Linked DNA regions of Sus scrofa: region 1 is linked to region 2. A link is a contact called in public Hi-C data. All regions are on one chromosome and are shown on one strand. Each heading gives the region's core, a stretch centred on a gene start, on an enhancer-like site or on the middle of the called end of the contact. The rest is flanking DNA. Distances are from core to core; before and after follow the strand shown.

Region 1 (4,724 bases), core at 5-2,504, 1.1 Mb before region 2:
AGTGCCTAGCACATATTGCAGGAAATATTATTATTCCCATGTTATAGATGAGGAAAGAGAGGCCAAGGGACTTGCCCAAGATCACACGGGTGAGAGGCATAGCTAGGATGGGAATCCAGAGCTGGGGGGGGGGGGTTGTGGGGGAGAAGCCCAGAAACTTCTGCACCTCTCCCTCCTCCAGTACCGCACTCCTCAAAGCCCCTCACCAGCGGAGCTTTCTCTTCTGTCTCCTGGAGGCCCAGCCGCAGGAGGCTCAGGTCTACCTCCAGAGAGCCGTTGGTGTAGAAGCCAAAGCTGTTCAGCTGGATGTCGGCTCGCTTCTCCCCCTGCCGGCGATGAAGGAGACAGAAGCAGCTGAGACTTCCCACTAGCCCAGCCCCAGAGTTGTGGCACGAGGTTTCCCCAAGGGCTGTGGTCACCTCCTGGTATGCCTAGATTTAGGACGGGTCCAAAGGGTGACAGAAGAGGCTGAGAGGGCCACCCCTGGAGGCTGTGACCCCAATCTCAGGAAGGGACAGAGTGGCCCCGGATCCTCTGGCCACTTTTCAGAGTCTAGGAAGAGAAAGTCTGGGACCCCTGGAAGTCCCTCCACTGGATGAGTACCACCCGGAGAGCAGAGTTACGAATCTTGGAGTGCCTGGCCCTCACCTCCCAGAAAATTTTTTGATTCCAGCTGAGCCCCTAGAGTGCAGAGATTTCAACTGAGCCTCCAAGATCTCGATAAGTACTCAGAGGACTCCAGTCTAGAACCCCCAGGGACTTCCCTGGGCGGTGTTAAGGGCCCCTGGCGCCCCCAAATGGATCCCCAGAATTTACAGGGCTCTGAGTCCTGGGTCCCCGGAGATGAAGCCCCGCCCCAAGCCGTGGGCGGGGCACGACCCCCTCACAGCCGGCCAGGCAACTCCAAAGGGAGGATTGAGGGGGATCCTCGGACGAGGCCACTTCGGGCCTGGACGCGGGGGGCGCCGGACCGCTCCATCCCGTGTAAGGAGCGGGGGAGGTAGGACGAGACCACTCCAAGCCAGGGGCTTCTCCAGGCTAAAGCTGCGTCCCCCACTCAAGACTGCTGCGCGGCAGGACTCACCGTCAGCGTCAGCCGGTGGATGCGCCCAGAGCAGCCTCCTAACAGCAGCAGCAGAAAGAGCCGCTGGCCCCACTCCGCGGGTCTCCCGCGGGCGAGCCCCCTCCTCTCGCTCACTGCCATCTCTGGAGCCACCGCCTCCCCTGATACCGCCTCTGACGCCTCCAGGCCCGCCTACCGGTGAACCAATCGCCGTACGGTGGGGGCCGACTCTTTGGCATTTTCGGCCCGCTCAACCAATCATCGATCTTCTCCTCTCGAGGCCGCCCCCTTTACGACACCAAATGGACAGCACCGGTTCCGAATGGGAATGCTGATGTCAGTTAATCCCGCCTCCACTCTCACCAATCACTAGAAGGATTGTCCCTGATGTAATTTGATAAACAGACCCTCCAACCAATTGTGATGGATCTGATATCCGGCCCCCAAAGGGGAATTCCTCCATCCACCCTTAACTGACTGACCAGTTCAGAACTACATTACCCAAAACGGAGGGGTAGCAGACGGCTCATTGGGAGCCTTCAATAAACTACATTTCCCAGTATCCCTAAGGACGGACTTCCCCTTTGTACCCCAGGGATGTGGCTCCCAGCCAAAGTTCAGGCTTTTGGTAAACACATGCATTTGCTGAAGCCTATCTTCTCTCCTAATCTTCCTGATCCACGGAGAGGCCAAAACCTAGCCCCAAGCTAAATCTTGACCCTTGGGTGACCTATGATCCCAGGCTGAATTCCCAGCCTTAGGTGGACGCTTCTATCCTGGAGTGAGGCAACTGGAGGCTCACCCCCAGGTTCCAGGCTAGTCTTGTCTCAGGCTGAGCCCTGACCTCAGCCTGAAACCCTGACTCCCCCACCCGTTTTTACCCTCAACCTATACCTGGTTGAGCTTCCACCTGGACTGAGCTCTGACCTCAGATTAGGACTAACCCCTGACTTCAGATAAGGACTGATCCCTGGACCTCAGTCTGAATCTGAGGCCTTCATTTGGGTGGCTGACCCTTCTGCTAAGGCTCTGATCCCAGACCCTATCCCAACTGTGATGAGGACTTGAGATCAATCCCAATTTCAGTTAGAGGTTGAGACCCTACTCTCAGGCTGAGCAACTGAGTCCCAGATCCCAGGCCGAGGTCCTGACTGAGTTCCTGATCCTTTAACCTCTGGAACACAGGTCCACTTTACAATTTCAGGTTTTCTAACTCACAAGCCACCAGCAGGTGGGGCCAGGTCCCCGTAGAGCCATCTGTCCCAGTGTGGGCTCCTGGAGCTATCCTCCTGGGCTTCCCACCTGTGTACAGGGAGCCTGCGGACTCAGAGCCTAACCTGCCCTGGGGGCTCGGGGCCCCCAGCCCCAGCAGGGCGGCTGTCACCTCTGTAGCCAAAGAGAAAGCACCTAAAGCAGGAGAGGATGAAAGAGGTTGCTGCAGAGATTTCTCCCCTTTTATCCCAGTGCCTCAAAGGAATTAACAAGGTGTGAACAGACTTTTATGAGAGGCGACGGACTTCCAAGCCCCAGGGCAAGGGGGTTGGAGGGGAGAAAGGAGACATTGTCGGAATCCTAGGATTTGGAGACTTTTAAACCTGATTGGGCCTTAATGCATGCGACTGGAAAATGGGCAGGTGCAAGTACGAACCGAACCGGACAGCAGATGGGGAAAGGCTTGGGCCCAGCGCCCCAAGGACAACCCGTCCTCAGTTTCCCGGCGCAGACTTTGGAGAGAGAGGCAGGATGCGGTGGGGGCGCTAATGGACCCGGTCTTGGCCGAGGCACATCCTAGGCAGGATCGAAATCCTCCCATCCGCTCTGCGGCCGGAGGGACTAGGCCATTAGTGGGACAAGCATAGCCGTCTGGAGCCGGGCCGGCCCGCAAGAGCCGGGTGACCTCAAGTTCTCCCTGCGACGGGGTCGAGGAAGGACCTCGTGAGTTGGGATTTTAGTGTCTTGGCCCTTTAAGGAATAGTTGAAAGAAAAGAGGAAAGGAAAAACAGACTAGGGCGGGGGCAAGGGTTGGGAGGACAAGAGGGTCCCAGGGGATTTGGAAAATGGGTGGGGGTCCTTTAAAGGGGTCGGTCCAGTGGCGTCGGGTGGCGACGGTCCTTTAAGAGGGGGCGGGGCGTCCTTCGGGCCCCGCCTCCTTGTGAGCCCCCACCTTCCGTGGGCTATGCGGGGGCTCCGTGCGGGGGCGTGGCTGAGTCTATGGGGGCGTGACGGAGTCTGGAGTGGGCGTGGCCTTAGCGGGGCGGGGCCGGGCTCACCGCCCTGGGCTGAGTCTCCCGGCCGCTTACGGCGGACGGCGGGCGGCGGGCGTCGGGCGGCGGGGACCGGGTGCGGCGGTTGCGTCGGCATAGGCGAGAGCAGCATGGATTGGGGCACCGAACTGTGGGTGAGTCCGATCCTCCCTGCTCCAAGTTCTTCCCTTCCTGGGGTCCAGACCCCCGCTTTGCCCCCTGCAGTACCCCAGCGGGGATTCTGCGCTTTCCCTTCCACCGACCCCTGGAAACCCCGCTCTCCGCCCTCATTCGGAGTTTCCCAGGGCGTTTCGGGACTCCGGGGAGCAGAGGGCCACCTTGCAGGAGCGGCGTAGGGAAACTGAGGTACGGGGTTGAATCAGGAGGGCAAAAGAAGTTCTAGGACCAGGCCGGGGCGGCTGGGAGAGGTCACCTATTTTGAGCGCCCTGGCTGGGCCGGCGGCTTATCTTACGGCCCCTGGGTCCCTGCCCGCCGTCCGCCTGTCCGGCCTGGGCGGGGGAGGGGACCCTCTGGCCACTTACAGCCCCACGTGGGACCTGGAAGTCCAGACCGCCCTTTCGTCTCCTCTAATCTACTACTAGGGGCTTGGGACGCCGTAGGGGGGAGGGGGCTGCGAGGATCGGCCTCGCAGCCCCCTCCCCCAGCCCGCCCCGGGCCCTGGGAGGGGAAGCCACCCGAACGCCTCAAACCTTTGCTCTGGAAGCCCCAGGAATTTTTCCCCCTCTCCTAGCCGGGATATATGACCCCTCCTCTTTCTGGGGTGGTGGTAATCCTGGGTTCCTGGGCGCCCTGGGGTAACTAGATAGCCCCTCGTGCCAACTCTGGGATTTCTTTTGGAGGTGCAGTGGAGTCAGTGAGGGAAACCAAGTCACCCCTCGGGGGGGACCCGCGGAAGCATGGCGACCGGGAGAACCTGGTGCCTGCTCTCTGGCCGTTCTGGGGGCCCCCCAAGCTGCGGGGAACCCTGTCCCTCTGGCCCTGACTCACGCCGGGCCGGCCGGATTTTCCGGAATCTGGGGGGGATTAGGGGAGCCGGGGCAGGGGGAGTGGCCTTGCCCCATTCCACACCCCTGTTGGACGTCTGGAGAGGGGACACTGTAGTCCGGCTGGGGCCCCGCCCCTGTTCCCTGGCCCTTCCTGGGAAGGGGAGGGGGTTCCCGCCGGTTTCCTGCTTCCCCCCACCCCACGCCGCTCCGGGGCGGGGCCGGGAAGCCACTCCTTCTGGGAGCTCAGAGCTTGGAGGCTCCCCTGGGCCAGGTCAGCGGGCTGTGGGGTCCCAAAGTCTTGATCCCGGTCCTCCCAATCCCCCGCTAGGATCAGTTTGAGGTGCTTGAGCGGCACACGCAATGGGGTCTGGACCTGTTGGACAGATATGTGAAGTTCGTGAAAGAGCGGA
Region 2 (4,276 bases), core at 1,429-3,928:
GAGTTTGTCCCATAGTGATGACTTGGCCCTCACCACACACTGGTGTCCCTCTTGCCTTCCTGATTTAACACCATGCATCCCATCTCCAATCATGTCCACAGGGCCCCTCCCCAGCTCCCAAGTCCACCCAGGAATGGGGACAAGGTCCACGAGATTCACTTCAGCCTCATACTCTGCAAATCCAAGATCACCCTCTGACTTTGTCAGCACTATGAAATGTCCAGCACATAAGCTGGCTTTAAAAGAAGGGTGGCCAGGAGTTCCCGTCGTGGCTCAGTGGTTAAGGAATCCGACTAGGAACCATGAGGTTTCAGGTTCAATCCCTGGCCTTGCTCAGTGGGTTAAGGATCCCGGGTTGCTGTGGCTGTGGCATAGGCCGGCAGCTACAGCTCCTATTGGACCCCTAGCCTGGGAAAATCCATATGCCGAGGGTGTGGCCCTAGAAAAGACAAAAAATGAAATAAAATAAAATGTTTAAATAAAAGAAGGGAGGCAGGAGTTCCCGTAGTGGCACAGTGGAAATAAATCCAACTAGGAACCATGAGGTTGGGGATTTGATCCCTGTCCTCACTCAGTGGATCTGGTGTTGCTGTGGCTGTGGTGTAAGCCTGCAGCTGTAGCTCCAATGAGACCCCTAGACTGGGAATCTCCATATGCTGCAGGTGCGGCCCTAAAAAGCAAAAGAGGAAAAAAAAGGGAGTCAAAGGAACGTTCTTTAAAAAAAAATAATAGGGATTTCCCGTCGTGGCGCAGTGGTTAACGAATCCGACTAGGAACCATGAGGTTGCGGGTTCGGTCCCTGCCCTTGCTTAGTGGGTTAACGATCCGGCGTTGCCATGAGCTGTGGTGTAGGTTGCAGACGTGGCTCGGATCCCGCGTTGCTGTGGCTCTGGCGTAGGGCGGTGGCTACAGCTCCGATTCAACCCCTAGCCTGGGAAACTCCATATGCCGCGGGAGCGGCCCAAGAAATAGCAACAACAACAACAACAACAACAACAACAACAACAAAAGACAAAAAGACAAAAAAATAATAATAATAATAGGATATTGGGGATATGGGCATGTGGGAGAGAAGGAATGCATTATATTTATTTTTACCACCAAGTTTTTAGAAATATGTTTTGAGGCTTTTCTTTGCAGTTACAGAATTTTAATAGATGCAGTGTAGATAGTAAGAGAGAGGGAGGGAAGGAAGACATAGGGAGAGGGAGTGTAGACAGGGGCAGAGAAGGTGTAGGTAGACATATTAAGAGAGGAAACAGGGACAGAGAGAGGAGACAGACACACTGTAGATGGTACAGAGTGTAGAAAGATGCAGCGACAGATGGACAGAGGCAGGGAATGTGGCTGGGTGTCATTCATTGTTCCCCAAACCAGAAGAACCCCCCCTACCCACTATTTAGAAGGTTGAGACCTCAAACCTCAGAAGGTCCTGACACTCCCCACTCTGGGTTCCAGCCCTCTCGTTTCCATGTCCGTCTCCCCACTTCCAGCCTCCATTGTGAACTTACCGTGTCACTCTCTCTTCTGTGACAGGTGGAAATGTGTCATTTTTGCTAAGTCTTGCCGGCTATCAGTAACTGCTTCTAATGCCCCACAAGGGGCCAGCCTGTTTTGATCGTCCCCTAAACTTCCTTTTCCTGTTGATAGGGTCTTGGCCTGCCATTCGCTCATTCATCAGTTACAAGCAGTTCCCATGGGCTGGGCCCCTTCTCAGAAACGCTGGGGATCCCGAGGAGACCTGACCTAGGTCCTGCATTCCACACACACCCCGTCTAGATGGGGTGGGGGATGGGAGGGCCGTGTCCCAAGCAAGGATAAAAGCGTGCTCAGAGTTTAATGCGGGAACAAGATTCTCAGCCTCAGAGAATATACTTAACCCTGACTAGACGAGGGCAGGGGACCTGCCTGAGTCTTTGGTGTGACACCCCAACCCCAAAAGCCCCACCGCTAGCACCGAGTTGGAGTTAGTGAAGCTGCAGTCCCACCACCTCCCCGCCGCCTTAGGGATTTCTGGCAACCCCCCTTCCCGGACCCAACCCTTTAGCCTCTACCTTATCTGCCCCCGCCCCAACGATGATCTAGGCCACGCCCCTCTCAGCCCCGCCCCTATTTCATTCACTCCAAGCCTCAAGCCCCAAGCCCCACCGCCCCGGAGGCCAACCTCAGATCAATCTCACGAACTCATTGGCCAGAGAGCGTCCCTTCACCGCCCTCCTTCAGTGTCATTGGCTCCCTGGGTGTCATTCTTCTTTATAGAGGCCCAACAGTTGCCATGGCCAAGGTTTGAGGGGCAGATAATAATGGCCGTCCCAGGACGTCTCGTTATTGGGCCAAAAAGCCCGGTTCTGGGCGGGGCTTAGACCCAAACGCTTGCCTGCCCCTGTCTGGGGTTCCTTAGGGACTCAGCCTTCCCTCAGAGACACACCCCTCTCTCCTCGCTATTGGCCCTGCCATGTGTTGATCACCAGGATTCCACATTCCGATAGGCAAAACCACCCGTCCCTCACTGCTTCCCTAAGTTTAATTCGCTTCTCTCCTTAAAGGAGTCAACCTTCTGGCCGTAGCCAGGGCCCTCCTTACGGAATGTGCACGGATTGGCCAGGAACACCGTCACTCCTGGCCAATGGGCGGAGCCGGAGTTCCTTGGGGCGGCGAATTGGCTGACTGGGCCTCGGGGGTGGGGCAGCGGCTCCTGTCAGCGGGTGAAATGGCAGCGGCGGAGCCGGCGGCGGCCGCGGTCCCGGGGGGCGGCTGAAGGGGCCGGGCCGGGGCTGCGGGGTGAGCGGCGCGGCGGGGATCCGGCGGCGCGGCCGGGGACGGCTAGGCTCGGCACGGCGATGGCGGCGCGCTCGGCGCAGGTAGGTAGGCGGCGCGGGCCAGGCCTCCCAGGCGCCTTCTCAGGCCCGCGGCTCCGCGCTGCGGCCCGCGGGGGCCGGGCAAGATCGGGACTCAGGGCCCCCTCTCCCCAGAACCCGCGCTGGGACCCCTTGGCACTCCTAGCACGGACCCTGGCCGTCAACCTCGGGCCCCGGCCCCTGCCCACCCTCGTTCCCGACGCTTCCCGACCCTCAGGGGCCCTTCCCCGACACCTCCGACACCTCCGGGCGTCCTCCTCCGCGGCGCAGCCCCCTCCCCAGAAGCTTCCTCGGGCCCGTAACCCCTGACCACCCTCTCTACTGACCCTCAGGACCCCTTCCCGGTCTCTTCAGGGCTCCCTCTGCCCCCACCCCGCAGACCCGCCCCCTACAAGCGCCCTCCAGGAAGCGGAGGACCCCCGCCCTCCCTCTGTCCCAACCCCTCAGGTTCCCCTCTCATCTGTAGACCCCCTTGCCACGCCGTCCCTCCCCTCACTTCACATCCTATCTCTGGGCTCAGACGTACCCCCATCCCCAAGGATACCAGCCTTGGAGCCTTCTGACCCCACAGGACCCCCCTCTCCAGTCTCTGTAAATCAGGATTTCTGCTCACAGGCCTCACCTCAGCCTGATTGCCCATCTGCCACTCCCAGCAGCCCCATGGCCAAGGGCACCCCTGAAAGCCACTCCTGGGGTCTTTCAGCACACTCCAATAGCTCCACATACAGCCCTGATCTTGACTTGTCTTGATCACTGCTTCCTGAAAATCCACCTTCACCTCATGCTCAGGACCTCCCTACAGATGTTCTGAACCCCCTCCCCCACCTAAGGACACACACCTTTCAGAGGGCCCCACTCACACATTCAGGTGTGCGCATGCCACACACACCTGGGACCCAACAAATCAGTACCCATATACCCCCAACAACTCATACGGACAGACCCTGGACCCCTCACACACAGACATTCAGGAGCCCCTGACATGGACACACACACACAGGGTCAGACACTTTTATCCTCAACACAGACCCAGGCAACTGGGACCCTCTCCCAACACACCCACATTCACAGGGCTCTTCAGCGCTTTAGCATGCCTCCTCCTTGGACCAAGAGCTCCCAGCTCAGGCAGAGACTCAGGCAGCTACCCAGCCTTCCCAACACACCAACCTCCCTAGCCCACTCCCTCTCTGGGGTCCTGGAGGTGGCAGAGTGACCCAGAATCTCCCAGTACCCTGGTGGACACCTGCCCTAGGCCTCTTCCCCCTTGTCTATTTCTCACCACTTTGCCCTTCTTCAAAAGGAAGGATGCTCATTCTCCCTCCTACACCAGTGTCCCCAAAAGAACCACTGTCTGCCTCCTGATTTATGCCACCCCTGGTAGAGGGCTGGGGGTACAGACTGCTCCTGGCCCCGGTCTT

Evidence for each region. A called contact is a pair of places that touch in the nucleus more often than the background predicts.
Region 1: a contact with region 2 is called in a Hi-C map of skeletal muscle, with 5 times the contacts expected there. The contact joins the promoter of GPR108 here to the promoter of EVI5L in region 2. A contact is called at or near these places in 3 of 47 Hi-C or Micro-C datasets (heart right ventricle, retroperitoneal adipose tissue and skeletal muscle).

What each region holds. Positions count from the first base shown.
Region 1 is chr2:72,414,751-72,419,474 of Sscrofa11.1, reverse strand. GPR108 (protein GPR108) reads right to left here and starts at 1,254. Exons shown (of 18, transcript XM_021083982.1): 1 at 1,085-1,254; 2 at 207-326. The coding sequence starts at 1,204. It overlaps TRIP10 (cdc42-interacting protein 4), which reads left to right and starts at 3,329. Exons shown (of 15, transcript XM_005654730.3): 1 at 3,329-3,461; 2 at 4,643-4,724. The coding sequence starts at 3,438.
Region 2 is chr2:71,364,238-71,368,513 of Sscrofa11.1, reverse strand. EVI5L (EVI5-like protein) reads left to right here and starts at 2,678. Exons shown (of 19, transcript XM_013994706.2): 1 at 2,678-2,861.